Regions from separate parts of the Sus scrofa genome. Here region 1 is linked to region 2. A link is a contact called in public Hi-C data. All regions are on one chromosome and are shown on one strand. Each heading gives the region's core, a stretch centred on a gene start, on an enhancer-like site or on the middle of the called end of the contact. The rest is flanking DNA. Distances are from core to core; before and after follow the strand shown.

Region 1 (5,913 bases), core at 790-3,289, 73 kb before region 2:
CCAGGGCCCCGGGGAAAACAAGGGTGTGGGGAAGGCTTGGGAAGAGACTGCCCTTGGTGATGGCTTTGCCACATGGAGTCAGCGCAGCCTGAATTCCTCGGTGCTCCCAGGGAGGGAGCTGCCCCTGTGAGCCCTGGGCTGGAGGACAGAGAGCAGCAGCCAAGCAGGGGCCCTCCTGGACCACCCCAGCTCCCCCTCTAGCTCTTCCCAAGAGGGACACCCAGGCCTTCTCCTCCTGGCCAGATGACCCACCCCAGGCCAGTGATTATCTTGTCATCACAGAATGTCACCATGCCCAGCAATGGCAATGGCTTTTCATAAGCAAATTCCATACCCCGTGCTTCCCATTCTAGCCAAACAGTTGTGCTGGCTTAGTGAGGGGGATAAACTCGAATTACCAGAGGCCTGTTCCCATTGTATTAACCCGGGACTCTAAATGGAGTGGCTTCTGTAATCCCGCAGGCATTCATTAGAGAGCCCACTGGAGCCGGGTGTACCATTGCCCCGGTTGGTGGTTTTCTGTGGGTGCTGGGGGTGGGATGGAGCTGCAGGGCCCAGACAGGGAGAGTGTGACACCCAGGCTGACACAGGGTAGGGCTGTGGTGGGGGAAGGAATTCCTCAGGTTCAGACGAAAGAGGCAATATTAAATGACTCAATTTCAACCTCAACGTGGTTATACTTGTCTGGGTTTCTGCACTCTTTTCACAGAACTGCCCAGTGTTATGTGTCTTGGTTTGGGTTCACGGACATGCCAGACAACATTCCAGTGCAGGCAGAAAATTTGGGGGAGGGGAGCGTTCCCAGAGCACTGTGGGGGGTGAGGAAGACAGGAAGAAGATGGGTGGGAAATGGCTGCAAGAAATCTTTTGGTCACCATGGTAACTGAGCCCAGTACCACTCAGGACCCGGGGTGCCAGTGCGGAACTCAGAGTGCAGTCCCTGGAGTGTGTGTAAGTCGCTTCCATAGGCCACTGGGTGCGGCTGCTGGGTGCGGGTGGGCCATTAAACCGCAGGGGTCCTGGCCTGCAGAACAGTCAGGCAGAGGCCCAAAGGCCAGCAAGACCCCACCAGGGAGATGCGAGGATGGAGGATGGGAGTTAACCAGCACGCACATCCCTGTGGGAGAGGGGAAGTGGGGCAGGCTGCAGCCCTGCTCACAACATCCGAGACTTCATTTTCAGGAATGCTTCCTGAAGGCTTAGATTTCAGCCCGATGTCAGGAGAGATGGGAGCAAAAACCCGATGAGTGTCAGGAGGTGTTTTCAAGGGTTAATGAAAAGGGACACTTGTATTCATGCTCACAGTTCTGGCCATCTCTGCCTTATGCAGTAGGTGCTAAGATCACCCTGTGGGCGATGACGTGCCCCTGGCAAGTGCAGGCCCTTCAACCAGAGGGCCTGTTCTCCAGGACCAGTAGATTACACCCTATCAGTTATACCAGAGGTCACTGTAAATCACCTTCCCCTATGTAACTTAGACTGTATCAAGAGGGCCCTATAAGTCATGTTGGCTGATTGTATTTTCCAAAGGTGGCTATGCCAGTAGATAATTGTCCCTCCAGCTCTTCTTACAGCATGACACTGACCCCCTCTCAAGAGGTGTGGTCCTATTCCCTCCTGTTATGGGCTGAACTGTGTCCCCCCAAAATTCACGTTAAGTTCCTAACACCTGGGACCCCAGAATGTAACTTTATTTGGAAGTAGGACTTTTATAGGGGGGATTAAGGGAATTAAGCTATTAAGGGGGCCCTAAACCAGCGTGACTAGTGTCCTAATAAGAGATTAGGACAGAGACACACAGAAGGAAGACCCTATGAGGACACAGGGAGAAGACGGCCCTTTGCCAGCCAAGGAGAGAGGCCTCAGGAGAAACCAACCCTGCACACACCTTGAACTTGGACTTCCAGCCTCCAGAACTGTGAGACAGTAAAGAGTCACCCCGTCTGTGATATTTGTTATGCCAGCCTGAGAAAACTACTACGTGTCCACCTGAACCTGGGCAGACTTTGTAACTGTCACATCAACAGAATGCAATGGAAGTGACACAGTGTGAGGCTAGATAAGAAAAAATCAATAGGGTGTCCATGGGACTTTCTGTCTGTCCTGGACACTTGCTCTCAAAACTCAGCCACCTTGCCATGAGGGGCCCAGCTAGCCAACATGAGGAGATCACATGGGAAAGGACCGAGGCCTCCGCCAGCATCTGGCATCACCCACCAGACACATGTGCGAGTAGGCTTCAGGCTTCAGGCTCCCAGTTCCCAGGCTCAGGGTCTTCCAATGGAGATTCTAGCCATGGCAGGGCCGAAACAAACTACTCCTCTGAGCTTTGTCTGAATTCCCACCCCACCCAATCCATGAGCATAAGAAAAATGGTTTCATGACACTTTATTATGGGCTCACTACTTACACACTCAAATAACGGAAGCTAGCATGAACACAAGAAAGAGTGCAGTTTTCGATTTGCCAATAAGAAAACTGAGATGAAGAGAAACTCAAGATCACACAGCTAGAAAATGGCAACGCAACTTGGGTGAGTAATTTTGCTGTAATGAATAGTCATGGAGTGTGCATTGCAGGAAAGGAAACATGCTAAGCCTTTGGGGCACAGAGATGGCCTTGGGGAGTTTCCTCCACTTATGTATCTAGGATTGCCGCATGCCATGAGACTGTGTACGTAGATCCGTGAGATGAATTCCAAAAAGTGGCATATTTACCTAAAACTTTGTTAGATAGTGCCACCCTCCCCGCCCCATGCCAAGTAGATGGCAAAAATCAACACTCCACTATCAGGGTCTGACTTTTGTGCCAGTACGTCTTGGCCACATTAGGGGGTTTCTGATCATTAGGGAAGCTTTTCATCCTTTTATAATTATCTTTAAAACATTATATAATATGCTTAAACGAGTATGTGTAGAATTACAGCTTTGAAGCCTTATCTATTGTCTTCACATTGTGAAAGGCTAGGAAAGCAGCATAATTACACAAGGGTCCTTTTTTTCCCTCTCTCCATCTCCAAATTCTTGCTAATTATATAATTATCTCTAAATTGTCACGCTAGGCATTTGCATTCTGCTCCCTATCTGGAATTTCTACAAGCACACACACACACACACACACACACAGCCTGCTTGACCTCCCCACTCATGACTAGCTCTTTGCTGCCAGCCTCGGAATTGGGTGGCTTACTCGGGGTCCACTTCAAGCTGCCTGTCAGCATGGCCCCTGGTGAGATATTCCCTGAGTCCTTATTTGCTTGTTCTTTTCTAACTTCTGTCTACTTGACACTCTTCATATCGTCACATCTTGCCTTTGGCTGTTTTTCTCTGAGAGCTTGTTTCACAGCAGCCATGTATTTTCTCCTCTTTGAATGTCATAGAGAAACATGAGTTGGATACTTGCTCTGGCTTTCAGCACAATTTTGTACATGTGTTATTTTCTTGTCTTTTGTGTCTCAGCTGCTTCCCTTTCCACCCTAGTCCTTTGCTAGTTTTTTTTTTTTTTACTGATTTTTATTTTTTTCCATTATAGTTGGTTTCCAGTGTTCTATCAATTTTGTGCTATACAGCAAAGTGACCCAGTCACACATACATGTCTATGCTCTTTTTCTCACATTATCCTCCATCATGCTCCATCACAAGGGACTATACAGCAGGATCTCAGATGAATGGATTAAGATGTGGTATATATACACAATGGAATACTACTCAGCCTTTGCTAGTTCTTGTTTGAATGTTAAGAGGTCTTACTTGGCATGGCATTCATGGTAGACCAGTTGTAACTGAGAAATGGTGTTGGGAAGGGGACCAGCAGCGTGAAGCCAGGATGTGGGTTTTTGTGCCCAACACCAAGCCCTGGGGCTGCCTTTACTCAGGAAGAGCTGGGGTTGCCAGTTCAAAGGGTGCAAACCCCTGAACCTCCGGCCTGCCCACAGCAGATTCTGCCCCTTTCTCTGGCTGGGTAATCTACCGTGCAGACAGCATTTGCCTCTCGTTCTTTCCATCCTTCTGCAGTCTGAAAACAAAGGAATCCTGGAGGTGACCAGTCGACTCAAAGAGTTGACCGAGAAGCAAGCAGAAATCCTTCTTCCAGTGGGGCTGAGTAGACTGCAAACACTAGCGCATTTCTATCTTTCACACGTGCCACAGACGCTTTCCATGTTTTGTGCCGTACTTTCGCGTGTAGCCAGAATGGCTTTGCAGAAAGCTCCCCTGGGGAAAATTACTTAATTGTTTCAATTTTGCCAATTATGTACTTAAGGGTCACTGTTGGCTTCCTATGATACAGCAGTTTAACTAATTAAAAAGATTAACCTTGGGTGGAAATATAGTCTGAATTTATGCAAATTATATGAAACAGCGACTTGCTTGGAGGGATAAAGGACAACCAAAGGGACTTCTGGCCTGTGAAAAGCTGGCAGCCCCATTAACCAGCTGATGGCCAAGGTCCAGAGCAATTTTCTCACTCTGAATGCACGTCACTACCCCCTGGGGCATCTGGAACCCCAAACACATCACAGCACGACCTCGTCGGGAGGGATCATTGCTGGAAATTTCCACAGCTCCCCAGAGGATGCCAGCAAGTGAATGAGGTCAAGAACTGGACCTGAATATGTGGCCTTTGATTATCGATTAGAGTCTGTTTACTTCCCGAAGTGAATTTAGAAGCCAATTCAGGAGTTCCCATTGTGGTTTGGCAGGTTAAGAACTCCATATAGTCTCCGTAAGATTGCAGGTTCAATCCTTGGCCTTACTCAGTGGGTTAAAGATCTGGCACAGCAAGGTTGCAGATGTGGCTTGGATCTGGTGCTGCTGCGGTGGTGGGCCTGCAGCTGTAGCTCTAATTCAACCCCTAAGACAGCCTGGGAACTTCCACATGCTACACATGTCGCCATTAAAAAGAAAAAAGAAAAGAAAAGAAAAGAAAAGAAAAGAAAAGAAAAAAGACACACTTGTCCCCTTCCAATCATAGGTGCTAACAACTAGTAACAAATCAGAGGAGAAAGGAATCTTATTTGGGAAGAGTCCTCCAAAGCTTTCTTTTTCTCTGTTACCTCAGTGGCCCTCAGCTACTTCCGGACATTCACTGGGGCATTAAGAAACATACATGTCCTGGACCTTTCCCCAGAGGTCCTGGTGTAAAGGGTTTAGATGTGGTCTGGACCTTCCTCAGTGACTCCTCTGCCCCATCCGCTGACTTCCTGTTGACCCAGGTGTGCAGGGCACCTCCAAGTTCCAATTTGCCTCTTTTATTTTTTTAAATTTTAATTTAATTTATTTATTTATTTATTGTCTTTTTGCCTTTTCTAGGGCCACTCCCGCGGCATATGGAGGTTCCCAGACTAGGGGTGTAATCGGAGCTATAGCCACCAGTCTACAGCAGAACCAGAGCAACGTGGGATCCGAGCCACCTCTGCGACCTACACCACAGCTCATGGCAACGCCGGATCCTTGGCCCACTGAGCGAGGCCAGGGATCGAACCCACAACCTCACGGTTCCTAGTCGGATTCGTTAACCACTGAGCCACGACAGGAACTCCCCAAGTTGGTTCTAATAGCTCTTTAGGATGGTCAGGACAAAACATGCACAAACTTTGAACTCTTTAGGACTGTTCAAAATTCAAAGGCATCCATTCATTCAAATAGGAACCAGGATTCCTTGGAGAAACAATTGATTCTCCTCTTCTGATCTGCTGCTAGAGCTTGTGCTCTCATGTGGGGCGATGTCAGGAGGGGCCCTGCTCTCAACCGCTGCCGCTGCCGCGGTAGCTGCTGTTCTCAATTGGCTGGCCAGTCTCTCCAGGGAACACTCGTTAGACTATGTGGGATTCTCCTGTTGCAGATCTTCAGATCCTTCCCCACTTTTTCTTCCTTATTCTGCCCATACAGCTGGCAATGCCATAGACTCTGGCTG
Region 2 (5,816 bases), core at 2,473-4,972:
ACATGGATTACATGGTGGCTTAAGAGGGAACCAGAGCTTTATTCCGCACAACTCTTTTTTTTTTTTTTTCATTTTTGGCCACCCCATAGCATATGGAGCTCCTGGGCCAGCGATCAGATCTGAGCCGCAGTCATGCCCTAAGCTGCAGCTACACTGGATCCCTAACCCACTCTGTCGTGCCAGGGATCAAACACATGTCCCAGGGGTCCCAAGACATTGCCTATCCCAATTGCACCACAGTGGGAGCTCCAAAACAACAACTCTTAAAACACTGGGAAAGCACTGGCATATCTGTGCCAAGCATATTTACGCAGTTGGTGGCCATGTGGATTTGAAGACCCTGGTAATGACAAGGGGTCTCCCGGGTGTTCTACCATAACCCAAGTGCAAAGTGAACAAGAAAATGCACTCATCACTGGAGACCCGGGCACCAGGATGTGCCCAGTGGTGCTCCAGGAGGCTGTCTGCTGCCGTTACAAACCTCATGCGGGATGGGGTCTCCTGCAGTGTCTCCCAGACTCCAAGCTTGGGGTCCTAATGAGGGCCGCCAATTACAGCAGCTCACCCCTGCCCCCGGGCCCCAGTCCTTCCCCACATGTCTTCCAGAAACACGGAGGTAAGATCACCCTCCACTTTGGTAGAAACCCTGGGAAGATGCAAGTTGGGCATTGCGAGGGGCATGTTTCTCCCTCGTGGAGGACCAGTTGGCAGGGGAGCGGGAGAGATTGGAGAAGATGGGGACCACAGGTTTATTTGTCCCTGAAGCTGGCCGGTCAGGGAATTCTCTTTTCCTGTGTCGTTTAGTTCAGGTTGGGTTCATGTTCCTGGCTGCCCAAAGAATTCCAACGCAGGTCTTATCCCAATCATGTCCCCCTGTCCCTTGACCCTCTTCCTTGACAGTGGATTGTGTTCCTTGTCTATCTAGCTCATTTAGGTCCTTGCTGGTAGGGCCACGTGCCGGAGTGCATCAGCAGCCTCGGCACCCTCTCCCAAGCCCTCGATGTGCTATTATCTAAAGCAGACGCTGTTCAACTGTGGGCTAGAGAGAGCAGAATCCCTAAGCACACGGCTGAGGAGGCAAAGCCCTTAAATTCCAGCCAATCCAGGTTCAAAACGAGCCATTTGACCAGTTACTAGCGAATGGGCTGCACCCCTCCGCACTGCGCCTTCAGTCTGCGAAAGCCAGGGGTCTGTTCTCAGCCCGTGACTACCTCCAGGACCCTCCATGAGGGCACTACTGAGAGTGAATCAATGAAGGGTAAAGCCCCCCACGAAGATGTTTTCTCCAGTGATCCTTCAGGGGAAAAGCCTATCAGCAGCAACCTGCAGGGGAGATGGGCCAAGGGGCTTAACCTGCAGTCAGGGAAGGGGTCCGAAAAAATGAGTGTCTAAGCACGGCTGGTCCTGCCGGGTCCCTTCAATTGTTACTGACCTGGGTTCTTATCCTTCTTAATCAGTAGAAATTGATATGAGGCCAGAAGGAAACGCAGGCAAGGCTTTACTGGGGCTCCTGCTGTAGCAGGGGTTAGTGGGGGAGTGAAAACGGGTAACTCCTTTGTTCAGTCCCTGCAGCAGGGGGCAGGGGGCGGGGGGCGGGGAGTACAAGCTAGTTCCTTTATAAGGGTTGAGGGTAGGGGTGGGTCCTGGGGTCCGTCTGGAGGGGTGGCTTAGGTGGTCTGCCCACCCCCTTGGTGGTGCTGTGTGCAGGGTGCAGGCACAGTCCCCTGTTTTGCCCCCAGCTCCTCCGAAGTGACAGTGGAATTTCTGGGCTTTTGGTACTTACTTGTTCACAGTTTTCCCCGGCTGCGACTGCGCATGCATGCAGTTGTTTTTAGTCCCTTATACTTTGTATTTTGTTGCCAGAAGGGGCGTTTGTCCAGTACAAACACGAAAGCAAAGGGTCCCAGGTCCCAAATCCTGGCCTGTGGCCCTATGACCACGGAAAGTGTGTGGATAAAGAGCATCTGTGCTTTGTCCCTATTTGTAAACAGATTTCCTCCCTCCCTGGGTACAGTGTCCTGAGGTGGCTAAACAGCATGGACGTCACAGGCTACCTGCTGCTTTGGAGCCAAACCTGGGCTCGAGAGCAATGGAAGTGACCTGGAGGTAGGGGTGAGAGCTGGGTGCACTTGCTGGGCAGGACCTGGGGTAGCTCTCAGCAAGACATCTGTTTGCAGATGGACCAGGAGGAAATGCTTGAAGGTGATTTGGGGGCTTCTTGGGGAGAGGATGACTGGTTGAGCTGAGGTTGGCCCTCCGTAGCCACTGTGATTTTTTGGGCTAGAACAGCAGGCCTTCTGTCTATTGGAGAGGTGCCCCTCCTCCACGCATAATGCCCACTTCTGAGGCCACACGGAGGACATGTGATCCAGCAAGGCCGAGTAGAGACCTCTCTTGGGAGGTTTTTTGGTTTTGTTTTGTTTTTGCTTTTTAGGGCCTCATCTGCGGCATATGGAGGTTCCCGGGCAAGGGGTTGAATCAGAGCTGTAGCTGCCGGCCTACACCACAGCCACAGCAACGCCAGATCCAAGCCTCATCTCAGCGCATGGCACAGCTGGATCCTTAACCCACTGAGCAAGGCCAGGGATTGAACCCTCAACCTCATCGTTCCTAGCTGGATTGTTTCCACTGCGCCATGTCGGGAACTCATTTCTTTTTCTTCCTTCCTTTCTTTCTTTCTTTCTTTCTTTCTTTCTTCCTTCCTTCCTTCCTTCCTTCCTTCCTTCCTTCCTTCCTTCCTTCATTCCTTTCTTTCTTTTCTTTTCTTTCTTTCTTTCTTTTGACTTAGAACTGAGTGAAGTTTCCTATCCTCCCTGGTGCTGAGGCAGGCAGCTGGGATCTGCCATCAGATGAAGCCAGGCCCTAGGATCAGGCTCAGAGGATGAAGCCACATGGCAGAGAACATGTTATGAGAAATGGAGTGTTGTCCCTACAGCCCTGGGCCCCTGGTTCCTGGGGGCCCTGTGAATGCTGCTCCCCTGTCCTGTCAGAGTTCCACACTGAGAGTCACGAAACTCCCTTGTGCCCAAACCGCTTTGGTTGATTTCCTGCCACCCACCCCGAAGAGCCCTAACACACCAAGCATCTCAGACCATCCTCAACTAAGATTTGAAAATCTTGAATAAAATGCAAACCTTTTCAGTTGCAGGCAATCAATAACAACCATCATGGGAACTCTCTAACATGCTTGGGGATGTGAGAGGCAGAGCTCTTTGACCCAAAAATGTTTAATAAAAGTAACATATGTTCAATCTTTAGCTCACAAGATGGGTCATCGCAAAATAGATCTGAGATTTTTCACATCAAATTAGAATATGCAAAGGTAAAATTAAAATGCAATAGCAGAGTGTTCATGCATGAGCCCATCTCATGAAATTCCCGCTCTGAACAAAAATCCCAAGTAGGTTTCTCTATTTTACCCAGTGGCAATAAAAAAGCTGTTAATCATGTACCCATTAAGAAGCTAAAATGCATTTGGTTATTTCTGAAGCACATTATCTTGAAGCTCTGTTTCAATCTTCCATAGTTGTGTGATGAGAGTTATGTCACAAAGTTAATCATTCCCAGGATGCTTGCATTTGGGGAAATGAAAAACCTCTTATGCAAGCAGTCATTAATCAGTCCTATTGCATAATGTGTTTTGAAGCACGTGTCAGGGGATCAGAGCCCACGGCTGCATGATGCAGGGCAGGGTTCTTGCCTCCTATTGCCCTTTGCTGAAGCAGAACTGGAACCACGTGATGTGTGCTTCCTGCCAACAGTCCCTTTTTGCCAACAATTAAGTTGGACGATATGGAGAAACAGAAATTTCAGTTCCTTTGGAGTTCTACAAAGAAGACTCTTTGAAGTCCCTGGTTTCTGGCACAGCGTTGTGGCTGGCTGGGACGTGTTACGCTTGATCATCGTCAAAACTACCCATTAAAACTGAAATCAAAAAGTTTGCTCAAGTGGTTCCTGGCATTTGTGTTAGAAACAATAGGCAGAACCCCACCATCAGATTATTTGATACATAAAAAAAGGAAAAGGTCAAAGACGCCCGAAGCCAAAGACAGACGCATCACACACGAAAACTCAATGCATCATGTTTGATGTTCTTGAGCAATAATGTTAGCAAGAAACTATTACTTAAGCTTGCCAGTGTTATCCAACAAGAACAGTTGCGAAATACCCAAGACAAATAGGCTGTAATTGTTACATGAATAAAGAGTCTGTGTAGCATAAACTGTTTTTGGTAATATCAACACAGACTCCAGTGGAGCGTATCGGTGATTAGCCATGTTCGCAACAATGGCCACTGTGTTTGAGCTCTGAGCGTTGCCATTGCCAGTGGGGGGGGAGGACTCTGGAATATCTACCCATTGTTCTCAACAACACCTTCCCTGAAAACTTCCTCTGAAATGTAACAGGGCCAATGAGACATTCTGGTAACCAACTAGAATCTATCTGGTCCCTTAAGCTATATTGGAAATAATCAATCATCAAACTTCATTCTGATTATTTTCATTTTACTTTTTTCTCTTTTTTCATCTTCCATCACGAGCTGACTCTTACTATATTTGAAATCCTGCCCAAAGATCTGACAAGTTAAAGTTAATAAACTGTTTTGTCGTCATAGTCTTCATGTCCAACAATGGGACATGAATTTAACACCAGGGAAGAAAAATTTGTACTTCTTCTACAACATAAAAGCATTTATAAAGGCTAGGATTTTGATAATTAACTTTTGATTTTTACTTTGGGAACTCAGCATTTATGGATTGATTTGCTTTGAACTATGGCTATGGCGCTCAGTTTAACCCCTGAAATTCTCCACAGACCAAGCCAATCTCATGACCACGCAGGTGCAGCCTCAGCTGGAGCAGGAAATTTCTGTTCCCGGGGTTCCTCTTCAGGGCAATATTTGAAAGATAACACAGCAGTAAACCCTATCTTTTTGACTGCAAATACATTTTACATTTTGATTGCAATTATTTTGTCCTGTAATAATAATAATATATTAATAATATTAATATCAATACTTAATGATTAATATATTATACTGTTCTCTTACTGTGATTCAATTAACATTAGTTTATTTAATAGACATCAGTTCTGATGTACCCAAAGTCAGAAATCTACTCTGAATACCTTATTTATGAATAAGGTAAATGATAGGCAGAGCTGCATTAAAATCAGCTAGGTGAGTAAAACCAGTGGGAATGATGAGGTGAAAAAGCTCCAAAAATCTGCTCCTTTGTATAAGCAATAATGGTCAAAATCAGCATATACAGAACCCTGGAATGCAGCCAAAAGCTTGCAATAATCCAAGGAGCACTTATTCAAGAACAATGACTGAATCTCAGTAAGAACATCAAGCTCCGTGGCTTTTTTAATGGCCATATAGTCAGCCTCCTTTCCAAACTCCTGTACAGCTTGAAAGCCAACAACCTCAAAGCCAAGGTAGTCATGACCCGACTACCACCATGTCTGTGGCCTCCCTGTGGCCCTATTCCTAGAAATTTGTCATTATCAGACCTGTCTGGTAGTTCCTTAGAGAATCAATTAGCGGGGAAAACCCCATTCACAGGGCTTGCCTTTATCTGACCTGACTTAGAACGCCGTCATCATGAGCATATTTTTCCACAGGGTATTTGCAGGAAAAAAAAAAAAAACAGTTGACAATTGCCTAGCATCCAAATTTCCTGAGGCAATGATTCCAGTTGGTGTAAACAAGAAGCTGACCAAAACACTGAAAAAGAGAAAATTGGGAATGAGATGTCCACAGGGGATTATGACAAGCTCTGACATACCTCTAGGAATTTAGAAGGCAATGTGCA

The links. A called contact is a pair of places that touch in the nucleus more often than the background predicts.
Region 1: a Hi-C map of liver shows a contact between it and region 2, with 8 times the contacts expected there. The contact joins two enhancer-like sites. A contact is called at or near these places in 1 of 5 promoter capture datasets (liver) and 4 of 47 Hi-C or Micro-C datasets (liver and skeletal muscle).

What each region holds. Positions count from the first base shown.
Region 1 is chr14:2,311,127-2,317,039 of Sscrofa11.1, forward strand. No RefSeq gene overlaps it. Among named protein-coding and RNA genes, the nearest start is that of SYK, 210 kb to the left of the region's middle. Within about 2 kb of position 2,040, at least 1 of the 83 cell types and tissues checked has an H3K27ac peak or open chromatin away from gene starts, as enhancers often do. A contact at or near this core is called in liver, where this site is marked.
Region 2 is chr14:2,382,534-2,388,349 of Sscrofa11.1, forward strand. No RefSeq gene overlaps it. Among named protein-coding and RNA genes, the nearest start is that of AUH, 160 kb to the right of the region's middle. Within about 2 kb of position 3,723, at least 32 of the 83 cell types and tissues checked have an H3K27ac peak or open chromatin away from gene starts, as enhancers often do. A contact at or near this core is called in liver, where this site is marked.